2 separate regions of the Mus musculus genome follow, and region 1 is linked to region 2. A link is a contact called in public Hi-C data. All regions are on one chromosome and are shown on one strand. Each heading gives the region's core, a stretch centred on a gene start, on an enhancer-like site or on the middle of the called end of the contact. The rest is flanking DNA. Distances are from core to core; before and after follow the strand shown.

What was found. Hi-C and Micro-C count contacts between places; a contact is called where the count stands out from the background.
Region 1: a contact with region 2 is called in a Hi-C map of the G1E-ER4 cell line, with 3 times the contacts expected there. The contact joins the promoter of Dhx36 here to the enhancer-like site in region 2. A contact is called at or near these places in 3 of 39 promoter capture datasets (the C10 cell line, embryonic stem cells and hippocampal neurons), 1 of 15 datasets of contacts at CTCF or cohesin (CD8 T cells), 105 of 484 Hi-C or Micro-C datasets (the AML12 cell line, the AtT-20 cell line, B cells and 57 more), 9 of 115 datasets of contacts at active chromatin or transcription factors (the SCID.adh cell line, embryonic stem cells, epiblast stem cells and 3 more) and 4 of 9 other capture datasets (adipose tissue, embryonic stem cells, liver and 1 more).

Annotation. Positions count from the first base shown.
Region 1 is chr3:62,501,829-62,508,933 of GRCm38.p6, reverse strand. It overlaps Dhx36 (DEAH (Asp-Glu-Ala-His) box polypeptide 36), which reads left to right and starts at 1,946. Exons shown (of 25, transcript NM_028136.2): 1 at 1,946-2,216; 2 at 6,836-6,960. The coding sequence starts at 1,995.
Region 2 is chr3:62,459,831-62,466,668 of GRCm38.p6, reverse strand. It overlaps Arhgef26 (Rho guanine nucleotide exchange factor (GEF) 26), which reads right to left. Exons shown (of 14, transcript NM_001081295.1): 14 at 4,448-6,465. The coding sequence ends at 6,323. Among named protein-coding and RNA genes, the nearest start is that of Dhx36, 44 kb to the left of the region's middle. Within about 2 kb of position 2,223, at least 6 of the 459 cell types and tissues checked have an H3K27ac peak or open chromatin away from gene starts, as enhancers often do. A contact at or near this core is called in the G1E-ER4 cell line, extraembryonic ectoderm and intestinal villus epithelium, where this site is marked.

The DNA.
Region 1 (7,105 bases), core at 697-3,196, 43 kb before region 2:
TTGGTGGCTCAGTCTCTGGGAGCTCCCTGGGTCCAGGTTAGTTGAGACTGCTGTTCTTCCTATGGGGCCATCCTGTCTTCATCTTCTTCAGTCCTTCTTCTAATTCAACCACAAGGGTCCTCAACTTCAGTTCAATGTTAGGTGTAAGTATCTGTGTTTGTCTCAGTTCACTGCTGGTAAGGCCTCTCAGAAGATAATCATGCCAGGCTCCTGTCTGTAAGCACATCATAGATCAGAAATAGTGTCAGGCCTTGTTGCTTGGAGCCCAAGTTGGGACGGTCATTGGACTGACTTTCCTTTTGTCTCTTATCCATTTTTGTCCCTGCAGTTCCTTTAGGCAGGAACAAATCTGGGTCAGAAAATTTAACTGTGGGTTAGTAACCCAGTCCCTCTTCTTGAGACCCTGTCTATCTACTGGAGGTAGTAGTCTCTTTAAGTTCCCTCTCCTCACTTTTGGGCATTTTGGCTAAGGTCACCCACATTGAGTCCTGAGAGTCTCTCACCTCCCCGGTCTCTAGTACTTTAGTACTTTCTAGAGACCCCCGCGCCCCTCCCATCCCCTTGGCTGCTTATTTCCATTCATTCTCCTGGCCCTCTGGGCTTCTCTCCTGCTCACCCACCCAATACTTTATCCTGTTTCATTTTCCCCTCCCCCTTCCATTCGGCTACCTCCATCCCTCTGCCCCCATGATTATTTTCTTCCCCCTTCTAAGTGGGATTGAAGCATCCTCATTTGAGCCTTTCTGCTTGTTAAACTTTAAGTACTGTGGATTGTATCCTAGGTATTCTGTACTTTTTTAGTTAATATCCACTTATCATTGAGTACGTACCATGCATGTCCATTTGGGTCTGGATTACTTCGATGATCAGGATATTTTCTTGTTCCATTCATTTGCATGCAAAATTCATGATGTCCTCATTTTTAATAGCTGAATAGTATTCCACTGAGTAAATGAACCACATTTTCTGTATCCATTCTTTGGTTGTTTCCAGCTTCTGGCAATTACATATAAGGCTGTTATGAACATAGTGGAGCACATGTCCTTGTGGTATGGTAGGACATCTTCTCATATATTCACAAGAGTGGTATAGTTGGGTCTTCAGGTAGAACTATTTCTAATTTTCTGAGGAACTGCCAGATTAGATACAAGTAACCTATGACAGCCTCAAACTCATTATACAGCTAAGGGTCAAATTCTGATTTATCATCTTCCATCTGCTGTTTGCTGAGATTGCATACCTGCACCACAACACCGTTTATACTGTTTGGGATTAAAACCATGCCAGGCAAGCACTCTTATCAATTGAGCTGACACCCAAGTTCCAGGATTAAAGTTTTTTTTTTTTTTTAAGATTTATTTATTTTATGTATATGAGTTTACTATAGCTGTTTTCAGACACACCAAAAGAGGGTATGGGATTTGATTATGGATGGTTGTGAGCAACCATGTGGTTGCTAGGAATTGAACTCATGACTTCTAGGAGGAGCAGTCAGTGCTCTTAACGGCTGAGCCGTCTCTCCAAGCCTAGTATTAGAGAGTCTTTAAAGAAGGTATTTGGGTGCGTATATTTGACTGAAAGAGGTGCCAGGCGTTTTCTAAGAAATAAGAACTTCTTTGGTCTTTGAGGACAGAGTACACAATGGTCGATGGTTTTGTTGGGTATGTATTTGCATGGCTTTGCAAATAAGTTCTAGGTTTAACAAAGTAATTAAAATTCACTCAAATTTCCACATTTTCTCAGGCTAGTTTAAATTCCCCGCCATCCGAAGGACGCCCACCCAGGAGCTAAGTTTCTGGCCAGAACACGAACCGCGGCTCACACCGCTGGCGCCGTCCGTGACGTCACCGGAAATGTCTGCTTGTGACACTCAACGTCCCGCCCTCTCGCGCTGGGCGCCGGAAGCAAAGCAGAGGGGAATGTGCGCCCGCTTCCGGGCCCGGACGCCATTTTCAGCGGTTGAGTTTTGGCAGAGCTGCTAGTCGGCTCCGACAATGAGCTACGACTATCATCAGAGCTGGAGCCGCGATGGGGGCCCACGGGGCTCCGGCCAGGGCTCCAGCGGCGGCGGCGGCGGAGGGAGCCGGGGCTCGGGCGGCGGCGGAGGGGGCCGCGGCGGCCGGGGCCGGCATCCCGCACACCTTAAGGGTCGCGAGATCGGCCTGTGGTACGCCAAGAAGCAGACGCAGAAGAACAAGGAGGCTGAGAGGCAGGAGGTATGGAGGTCTCGTCAGGACGCGTTTGCTCTCCCTGGCGTTTGCTCGAGCTCGATGCAACCTCTGTCGAGCCCCGGGTAACGGGTCACCCGATGGGTTGCGCCTCCATCCCAAGCCATCACTGCTGCAGCCGATGCATGCTCTGTTTACGGACTTGAGAACTGAACTGAGGGTGAATGCTAAATTCAGACTCTAGCCAAGCCGACTCTTATTAGGGGATGCAATCATTTAGAATGCTTGCTGTCACCTTTAAGTTTTTTCCCCGAAGCAGCCAACAAAAGCATTAAAACACTGTCTTAAGTGTGTAGATCTTGGAGAAAAAAGTAGTTTAGGTAATAGTATTAGCATTAAAGTGAGTCATATGCTGGTCTTTTTTTTTTTTTTTTTCTCCCTTTCTGTTCTGAATTTTCTGTTGACTAGCAGCGCCTCTTTTAAGACTTATTGAAAGGAAGACGCTGTAGAGAAGTATTTGGCTAATTTCATCAGGAAATTGTCAGTTTGGTTTGTATCTTGAAGACCTGTAGTATAGGAAGCATCGTGTTTTTGTTGTCTGTTTTGTTTTGTTTTGTTTTGTTTTGTTTTGTTTTACCTGAGACAGGGTTTGTGTAGCCTTGGCTGTTCTGAACCTGCTCTGTAAATCAGGTTGGCCCTGAACACACAGAGATCCACCTACCTCCGAGATTAGAGGTGTGCACCACCAACCCAGCAAACATAATGGTTTTTGAGTGACCTGGTCTAAGTAACTCCATCATTGCGCAGAATCTTTAAGTGTTTGGACACTGTTTCATACATGCTTTTTTGAATGCTAAAGACCTTTGCATTCTAATAGGGGGAAAGAAATACCTAAACAAATAAGTTCAATAAGCGGATCTTTCCAGATATACACAGGACACACGTAACTTGTGCCCTGGATATTGATGCTACATAGTGCAGGCTGACCTTGTACTCCTAGTCCTCTTTTCATTCCCAGTGCTGGGATTTCATATGTGCACACCTCAGGGCTAGGCTTTTTTTATTAGTTGACCCCTTGATCCCAGTCCCATCCCCAAACTTCCACTTTAGCAAATGCCAGTGTTGTTTATTCACCTGCCATGTGGAAGTGAGCATTGATTTTTCTCTTTTCATTTTGGGAAATCTGTTTGCTCTGCTTTCTTGCTTATCTCTGCAGCAAGTATGGGTCAGACCTCTTAACTTGTTATTTGAATTATAGCCGCCCACCCCAGTCCCATTGTGGTCTCTTAAAACGTGATTCCTTAAGTGGTCTTTAGATCATTTTATTCTTTACTTCCCAACTTGTTTATTGAAGCCATGCAGCTTCTGCCTCTCATTGGTGTTGCCTGGGAACCATGTGATCTGGCTGTAACCTGTAACCCTCCTTGGGTTGATTTTTCCCAGCTCAAGCTCTGAGGCTGATGTAATCATTTATGATTTCTGCTCCTTATTACTTTTTTTTTTTTTTTTTTACCATTTTCCTCTCTAAAACGAGTCTTTGAATTATCTCTAAACATGGTTTTCAATTGGTATAATTCTTTTCAGCACTTTTGGCTTGATAAGATTTTTATCCTAGAATTTCCATCGCTTTTACATTCAAACAAGCCTCATGCTTGCAGATGAAAATACTCCAGTGGGTCCTCATAGTTCTTTCCATATATGTGTATGGCAAACTTACTATTATAGTACCTAATTTATAGAGATGATGTGTGCTAAGGGCCATAGACAGAATGCTATGTTACTAAATAGGAGGATATGGGCTTTCTAGTCAAATGAAAGGATCTTAAAAGATAGAGATAGTTAGCCGTTACTGGGCTACAAGTGAGGGCTTCTGGATGAGCAAGGCTTCGCAGCCTTTCTAATTCTGTGACCTTTTAATACAGTTCCTCATGTTTTGGTGACACCCCCCACCCCCATACACACATGCCTTAAATTTATTTGGTTGCTGTTTTGTAATTTTTTTTTTTTGCTCTTCTTATAAGTGTAATGTAAATGTCTGTGTTTTCCAGTGGGCTTACGAGACTCCTGTGAAAGGGTCGTTTGACATTAAGGGGTCTATGAGAGACGATGACCTAGAAACATCTTCACTAGATTTAGCATTTGGCATTGCAAGGGCCCGTGGATACTATTGAAATGAGGGTACATAATGAAAAGAATGGCCTAGTTCTGAAGTAGACCTATCTTGTTTCTCCAACTTGAATATGCATAGGATTCACCTGGCACCTAGTTAAAGTAAATGACCGGACAGAGCCAGAGAGTCTACTTCTCTAACAGACTTACACATGATGCCAGCGTTACTCGCCATGTAGGTCATTCCAGCTGTAAAGTGGGCAACACATAATTAGAGGAAGAGAAGACCGGGGAGAAAATTCAAGGGTGGAATACCCAGAGGTGGGGAGAAGGGCATGGAAATTGATAGTGGCAGGCAGTCGAATTCTGGAGACGAGGAAATGGAGCACTTGCCAGTAGGTTTGCTGGTGATGCTGAAAACTAGAACATAGCTTTAGGCCTGGGGAAACGAAACGGCGGGGATGATTTCACTTTGTATGTTTGGTGGAGAGGTTGGGCATTAATGACTGCTGATTTTCTGTTTGGGCCTTGAGCGCCAGATATTGTGAGAGGTTCTACCATTCATTATAGGATGGGCATAGCTTCTCTACAAAATCTGTAGAGATCCAGATTCAGGTTTCTGTTAATGATTAGTACAATTAGGAAAATCTCATCATTGCTTTAATTGACTTAAAAAGGTCCTCTTTTAACCTTGACTACCACAGGGACATAAAAGCACAGTCCATATACCATCTACCTAAGTTCCACTTAAATAATCCGTAATTCCTAAGGTTTCTTTATTCTCTTTTTAAACTATTTTATCTTTCAATTAATATGTGGACTTTTTCCTTCTTGAGTTCTTTAATCTAATAGGCTCATATTTTGACCACTCTTGATTCCCCATTGCCTGTGAATTCATGTGCACATGTTCTGAAGTAGACCTATCTTGTTTCTCCAACTTGAATATGCATAGGATTCACCTGGCACCTAGTTAAAGTAAATGACCGGACAGAGCCAGAGAGTCTACTTCTCTAACAGACTTACACATGATGCCAGCGTTACTCGCCATGTAGGTCATTCCAGCTGTAAAGTGGGCAACACATAATTAGAGGAAGAGAAGACCGGGGAGAAAATTCAAGGGTGGAATACCCAGAGGTGGGGAGAAGGGCATGGAAATTGATAGTGGCAGGCAGTCGAATTCTGGAGACGAGGAAATGGAGCACTTGCCAGTAGGTTTGCTGGTGATGCTGAAAACTAGAACATAGCTTTAGGCCTGGGGAAACGAAACGGCGGGGATGATTTCACTTTGTATGTTTGGTGGAGAGGTTGGGCATTAATGACTGCTGATTTTCTGTTTGGGCCTTGAGCGCCAGATATTGTGAGAGGTTCTACCATTCATTATAGGATGGGCATAGCTTCTCTACAAAATCTGTAGAGATCCAGATTCAGGTTTCTGTTAATGATTAGTACAATTAGGAAAATCTCATCATTGCTTTAATTGACTTAAAAAGGTCCTCTTTTAACCTTGACTACCACAGGGACATAAAAGCACAGTCCATATACCATCTACCTAAGTTCCACTTAAATAATCCGTAATTCCTAAGGTTTCTTTATTCTCTTTTTAAACTATTTTATCTTTCAATTAATATGTGGACTTTTTCCTTCTTGAGTTCTTTAATCTAATAGGCTCATATTTTGACCACTCTTGATTCCCCATTGCCTGTGAATTCATGTGCACATTATTAAGTATGGATTATAAAGAAGTTGAGGTTTGTAGGCTCATAATTTTGGAAGAATATTTTGTTAAACTTCCTATATAAAATGAAAGTCTTCAAAGAATTACGTTTGACATTTGTTTTTATTTGCATTGGCATTTCATTTCATTGCTGCATGTTTAGGATTTCTATAGCCTCTAAAGACTGCCTTTTCTAGTTCTGATACTTTCTTCATTTTTATCACCTGAAGCAGCTACTGCATTAGCCATCTCTGAATACCCAACAGTTCCTTATGAAATCAGCCATCAAAGTTTATTTACTATACAGAAGTATAACAACTGTCAGCTATTTACCATCAAAAAATTTTCAGCTTTTTTGTCACACAGTTTATTTTTGTTAATATTTTAAAGAAACGTCTGTATTTATTGGCTTTGCTATTGTTTAAATAAGACTGCATGCTGTTCATAGCATAATGGTATTTATACACTTTTCAAGATCTGTTTAGAGGACTTGAGTTTTGATTATTGGACATTTGTAAGCATTTGGAGGTGGAATCTAAAGAGACCAAAGTGATAGGAAGAGACAAGAAAGCTCTACTGCCAGTCATCTGTAGAGCAGATTTTGTAAGCACATGACAGGCTAAAAGGCCTAGCAGGACATACAAATGTTGCCATGAATTTCACCTAGGAAGGGAGATTAGGCTAGAGGGCAAGCATGGTTAAGTATAACTTACTTGTACATATGTTGAACATACAATACTTTGTCTCTAGCAAATTAGAATTAGTATATTTTCATCTTAAATATAAAGTCATTTTATGCATGTTTGTATGTATTAACAGATCCTTTTTCTTTTTTACAAAATAGAGAGCTGTAGTGCACATGGATGAACGTCGAGAAGAGCAAATTGTGCAGCTGCTGAATTCAGTCCAAGCTAAGACTGACAAAGATTCAGAAGCGCAGATATCCTGGTTTGCTCCTGAGGATCATGGGTAAAATAAAAATATTCTCATAAAGAGTAGCAAAGAGTAAAACACAGGTGTTGTGACATTGCCTAAACAAAAAACACAAAACAACAGTAACAAAACCAAAAAACACCCAAAAATTACTCTCCTCATTCTCTTCATTAATTGAATT
Region 2 (6,838 bases), core at 974-3,473:
TACTATAGTAACCTTTCAGTCATTTCTTCGTTGCTCTTGTGATGAGCTTGCTTCCAGAGCACCTAGACCATTAGTGGTTAAGGACCTCTTCAACTGTAGAGGTTGCATGGTGGTGGTTGTCTTAGGGTTTCTATAACTGGGATGAAACACTATGACAAAAGCAAGTTGGGAAGGAAAGGGTTTATTTTTTATTTGGCTTAGACTTCCACGTTATAGTAGTCTTTAAAGGAATTTAGGACAGGAATTCAAATAGAGCAGGAACCTGGAGGCAGGAGCTAGGGAAGGGGGTGTGGAGCTTACTGTCTAGCTCATCACGGCTAGCTTGTTCTGCTTCCTTCTAGAATGCAGGACCAACAGCCCAGGCACCCGAAATGGGCTAGGCTCTTCTCCATCAATCACCAGTTAAAATTCCTTACAGCTGGATCTTATGGAAGCATGTTTCTCAATTTAGGTTTCTTCCTTTGAGATAACTCTTTAACTTTTGTCAAGTTGACATAAAACTATTCAGCACAGTAGCGTTAAAGGGTCAACTCTATTTTCCATATTTCTTTATTCTTTGCCATAGTTTCCAATCAATCTCTTTGAATACACTTTTCTCTTGATTTATTTTCAGTTGTTAGAAGCCAATTGTTTTACTTTGATTTTAAGATAAAAATGGTTGGATGTATACACAGTTTATCCATTCACTTACTGAAGGCCATCTTTGTTATTTCTAAGTTTAAGTGATATGAAAACAGCTGCTGTAAACATTTATGCACATTTTATGTGTATGGTCCTGTTTTTAACTCACTTGGATAAACCCAAGCAAGGCCTGTGATTGTGGTAGGGATTATGTGGCAGAAACTGCCAGATTGCCTTCCCAAGGCCTTACTGCATTTCACCTAGCAGTAAGATTTCCTGTTTCGTTCCCTCATGAAGGTCTTGGGTTATTAGGGTCTTACCTTTCAGTATTTTGCTTAGGTCCTTTGTTAACAGGGTCTCATTATATTGACCTGGCAGGCTTGGAACTCAGAGGTCTGCTTCTCCTGTGTTGAGATTGGGATTATAGATTTATACAGCTGTGCTAACCATGCTGTCCCCTTCTAGCTGTTTGAGTGTGCCTAAGGATATTTGGTCTATAGCTCTGACATCCAAGAGTTGATTTTTTTCCCCCTAGGTTTGTGTGTTCTGTGTGTGTGCTCTGGTGAGCTACCCAGATCTTTTGTGTTGTATAAAATTAAAATCATTCCTGGACTTTGAGTTAAAATTTAAAAGTTCCTGGTACAAATTGGAATGAACAACTCATTATATTTCATTTACTAAAACAATTTTTTATTTTAAATATACTTTGACCATATTCTTCACCTCCCTCAAAACCTTCCAGCTCCTCTCTCCCTTCTCGCCCACTGAACTTTCTCCAAACAAACAAGAAACAAAAACCCAGTACAACAACAAAGAACCAACCCCAAAAGCCAAGAACACCCCACCACCAAAAAACAAAACAACAAACAAACAAAAAACCCAAAACTCCACCAAACTAACACAAGCTGTGCAGTCCATTATGCTGGTCAAGTACTTCTGAACATGAGGCCTGTCCTGGAGAGGCTGATATATCTGGTATCATTCCATTGGAGAAAACTGATATTTTTCCCCCTGCCAGCAGGTATAAGAGACAGTTCAGTTGTAAATTTCTACCCTAGTGAGTAGGTTTTCTTTCAGTCATTCATTCATTTAAAAAATACGACAATATAAGCTAAAAACTATCACATGGAAGTTAGACAAGACAAACCAACAGAAGAAAAAGAGCAAGAATCAGAGACCCACTCATTCACATTCAGGAATTCCATCAAAACACTAAACTGGATGTTTATCTATGTAAAGGACCTACCGAGTAAAACCTCGAACTTGCTGCTTCAGCCTGAGTTTATATGAGCTTTATGTTGATTTTGAGGGCCTTGTTTCTGTTATTCGCAAGTTGCATGTACCCAAAGACTACCAAGGAGCCAATTCTGGTGTAAAACATGTAAGGGTCTTTATTACGAGCCCTACAGCAAGGTCTCCCACTGTCCCTGTTGCAGTGGGTCAGAGTGAACCCTGAGTCTAGAGGTTCAGGCTTTTGGTTGGGGAATTTCCATACGGGTCAGCAAGTTCCTATTTTAAACACTGCATTTCTGGTGTAATCTACAGGAACCAAACATGATGGTCAGGTTATCTATCCTCTGCAGGATATCTTAGGTTATCTCAATGTACCTTGGTCCTGCTATTGCAGCCTGACTGGTTGTTGCTAAGTGGGTTGCCATAGGATGTTTGCTCAGGTGGACTCTCTGATTTTCTTCCTGGAATTGGTCTCTCACAAAACGGGCTTTCTCCAAAAAGGAGTTGACTGGACTTTACAGTTTCCTTGGTGTCCTCCATCCCTTCTGGCTCTTACACACTTCCTGCCTTATCTTTTGTGGGGTTCCCTGAGCTCTGAGGGAAAGAGATATCCCATTTAGGACTGAGTGTTCCAAGGTCTCTCACTGTCTGCCTAATGTCTGGCTGTCGGTCTCTCTCATTGTTCCCATCTGCTGCACAAGGAAGCTTCTCTGATGATGGATGAACAAGGCACTGATCTATGAGTGTAGCAGAATGTCATTAGGAGTCTTTTCCTTTATCCATGATAGACTTGCAAAACTTTCTCACTCTCTGAGGCTTTTTAGGGAAATTCTGATAAAGCCAAGTTTACCAAGTTTTCTTCTGTTGATTAAACCTTTGATGTTGTCTTCATCACCAAAACCAAGGTCACCTACTCTTTCCTCTGGTATCTGAAGAAGTAAAAAGCTTTGCATTTTACTTTTGGGTCTAAGTTAATGCAGATGTCTACTTGTAAGCACAGATTTAACCTTCCATTAGCATGCAGGCATTATCTTTATTCAGACCTTTTATCTTAAGGTTCGCTTACTTAATGCTGATATACATGTAGATGCTGAGTATTTATCCTGTTTCTGTGTCTGCAGGAAATGTACTCAGCTGGAAGGAACCCCTCTGCCCAAGATCACTCTCCCTTCCTAGTACAGCTTACTTCCTAAACTGGTTGAATCACCTCCTTCATCTCCTGTGGCAATATTCCCTTCCTCTAGGACTCCATTTAAGTCTTTATAATCTCCATGGTTACTTCCTCTGTGATTTTTTTTTTTTTAATAGTTTCCTCTAGCTTCTCTTCCAATTTCCTTGGGATCTTGTTTAACTGTCTAATCTCATGGTTAACTATATAATTTCTAGTTGTTTTAGTTTTGTTTAAATTTCTGTAGTTACCAGTTTCCATTTTAAAGTGTGGCATTACCTCCACAAATAACATTCATGAATATTCCTGTAACCTGATTGTTTTAGGATTCAGTGTCTCTGGGTTGGTTATTTTGTCAGTGTCCTCTCTCTCTCTGAGTCTTTGCTGTACCTATGGCCACTTGCTTATAGAAATAACTGAGTTCAGGTGGTATTTGTTTGCACCAATGAGGTTTTGGTTTTCTTCTGCTAATGTTAAGAGTCCATTGAGCAAACCTTGTCTTTCAGGACCATATTCCCATTCATTCCAGAGTAAGCTCCTGAGGGACAAGGGACTCGACCCACAAAAGTTGCACATACTACACTCTGACTTGCATTCTTAAACTGCAAATCAAAGGAGCTGAGCTTTTCTGTGGCCTCCCAGAGCTCTGGACCAAGGGAGCACAGGATAACGTATTCTGCTACTTACTAGAAATGGTATGCCCATCGCTCTTCATCCCAGGCAAGCAGAGTAGAAAGATAGCAAAGATGTCTTAGACTATTGAATTATAGTACAAAAAGATCCGAAGGGCATTTGCTGTTATAAAGTTGGAAGTATCTAGCATTTTAAGGTTTTATGGTGGCTGCTGAAAGCAGAATTGTAAGATAGCTCTGCTAACCTCCACCTCCCAGTTGTTTTATTTTACGTTGCACAGCCAAGGAAATGTACAGATCTAACCAAAGAATAAAATTACTTCTGAAACATTCATTAGCCTACTTAAAACAACAACAACAACAAAAAGCTAATCATCTTGAGTTGAAATTATTCCATGAGCCTAATTTAATCATGAATCCTTCAAAGGGGCGTTTTCTCCCTTGGACAGCATGAACAGGGAGTTAAATTCCAAGTCCTAGTAATAAGCATTCTATTGCTGCCTTGATGACTGAAGGATAATGTAACACTTGCAGCCAGGTACCTGGGACTTCTGACTTTTCAAATGTAAGATTCTACACAGACACTGAGTATTGCTTCCAGTCACTCATTTTATGGCAATCTTATACAGCAATGGGAAACTGATATAGAAGGGTATGGGGTTTTTCTTCTACCATGATTTACTAGGTGATAAAATTGCATAAGCACAGAAACAGTAGAAAAGCACCTGTTTCCTAGGGTAGCTGATGCCAACACACACCCGAGACAAGATGAGTCTTCTATAATGCTAGCTATAGGTAACTTCAGTATAGCTTTTATTTAACCACAAATCCCCCAAGCCACAAACTCCATACCACGAGTAAATCAAATTACACCAGCACAGAAAGAAGTTATAAAGTCTTTATAAATTCACAAGCTTTGTTGAAAGTGTACAAGCAGTTTCAATTTATTGGAACAAAAGTAACATTTCTGGTTTTGCAGGAGTGAAGTCACACTGTACATTTCAAAGAAGGCATTAAAAAATGTTAAAAACAATCACAGTTGAAGTGAAACAACTGTGACCATTAAATACCTGCTATACAGGAACACTTTAGTAAGTGTTCAGCTGCTTGATTTAAAGGATGCATATTTCCACACTGTTTAACACTTATAAATTAATTCACAGGATCATAGTATTACTTTATAGCTCCAAATGGGTATTAGCAAAAAAATAATACAAAATGACTCCTCTTTCAAGCAACACCTTCTGCTTCAAGTAAAACATGAAATTAAACTACAACATGTTAGTACTTCTAAAAAGTTTGTGACATTGAAGAGGAGACAGATTTCCTGTTTTATAATCCTGGGACATCTCTTGCTGTGGACTACTGCTATTGCTTCATTCATGTACTTACTCATACCTCCAAGGACTCAGGGCCTGGAATGTCTTTTGCAAGGAAAGGCATCCCAGAAGTGAGACGTGTCTGGGAGCCCTATTCTGGTTTACTGCTGAGGTGGATGGGCTTCTGGGTATGAGCCAAGCACACTTACATACTGGGCTTCTGGAATCTTATGCTTTGGGTGTGTTTAGACAGGAGTAGGGATATGGGACAAAGATCTGAGGCAGCTGATAAGATCTATATAGATTTTGCATGGTATACAGAATAGAGGGGTTATAGCAACCAATGAAAATATTTCCCATGTCAGTCTTTCAAACCTTCATGACCTTTTAATAAACTGTAGTATACTACATTGTCTCTCCTTGTCCTAGTCAGAAGATAATGTCTTTTTGGAACTCATAGCTAAGAGAGACTCCAAACCCATCTACCAGGTATTTAATGCAATGAATTCCTGCTAACATCAAAATATTTCAAGCAAGTACCTTGTTGGTATCTTGATACTATCTAAGCTTAATTTTCTCTTTCTGAAGATTGTTAATGTATGTTCCAGCCATTTTCAATTGAAAACAAGCAGAACTGTCAGGAACCATGTGTTACTGAAGGCAGAGCAATCTTATGTCAGCTCTTTAGCAGTTGACCCATAATATCCTGTCTTCAGGATGTTCTCACATACGTGAGCTGGAAATCCCATGTCATTTTAGTAGCTTAAGGTTGCAATGCTGTAGTTATCTAAGAACAATATTGAATGAGATGGATTTTTAAAAATCCTCACTAGGTGGTGCCTCACCTTCCTTCTATTAAGGAAAATGGTGGCAGAGTTCAAGTGTCAATTTCCCTTTCGTAGAAAGAGGTTTACAAAACATGACAGCTCACCTACCGAACTACTATTAGTTCCTTGTGGAATTAACAGCATTAGGCTAAGACACAAAAAGTATTTACAAAATGGACAATCTCAAAGACAAACTTGCTGGTGCTGTGAGACCATACAAAGGAGAAACTCATGCGGAAGAGCAATGGTCTAAGTGAAGTGGGGACAGAGAGGCCAAGATACATCATCTTAGGAAACAGTGGAAATGGTAGGAGCCACAATTGTTGTCATCCTTGGACGCAGATGTTTTCAGGAGCATCATTATGCAAAAGCTGAGCTTTGTGGACTCAGTGCATCTGGTAGCTGTTCTTCCAAAGTGCAGAATGGCTTGGCAAGCTTAGAGGCAAGTGTTTCCATCCTTTTAATTAAGCAGACTGTAGTAACTGTAATATTAAGTCTCCATTCTATTGGCCATCTGAGAGGTTACACGTTGGTTTCCAGTCCTAGCAATCGTCCCATCCTCTCCACATTCTTATCAATAGTAGCTTGACATGTTATCTCCTTGGCACATTCCATTGGAAACCAGCCCCTCTCTCCATCTCGAAGTCGTTCCCCTTCATACCAGCCTGCAAGAAAAAAGCAGGCTGCATCAGACAATGTCTGCAGGTATTGTTCCATGCCAGCTTACTCTGAAGAGATGCTCATTCAGAGGTCACTTTCTTCCATGGACTGGATACCATGGGTAATAATCAAGAAGAAACTTCAGTGCAATAGATGCCTGTTAAAGTCAAAATACTTAATGTGAAGTAGGACAAGGTTGCAAGAGCGAATGATGGGTGCACCAGAGACTGGGCATGAGCAAAAGCTCTGAGGGACGAGACTATGAGAGCTGCTTGAGCTCAGAAAGGGAATCCTTTGGGCAGGAGCCCCATTCAATGGGGCATGAATTGTCAGGAGCCGGGTTAAGAACAAGAGGAAAGTGGAGGCTGTCTTGGAATA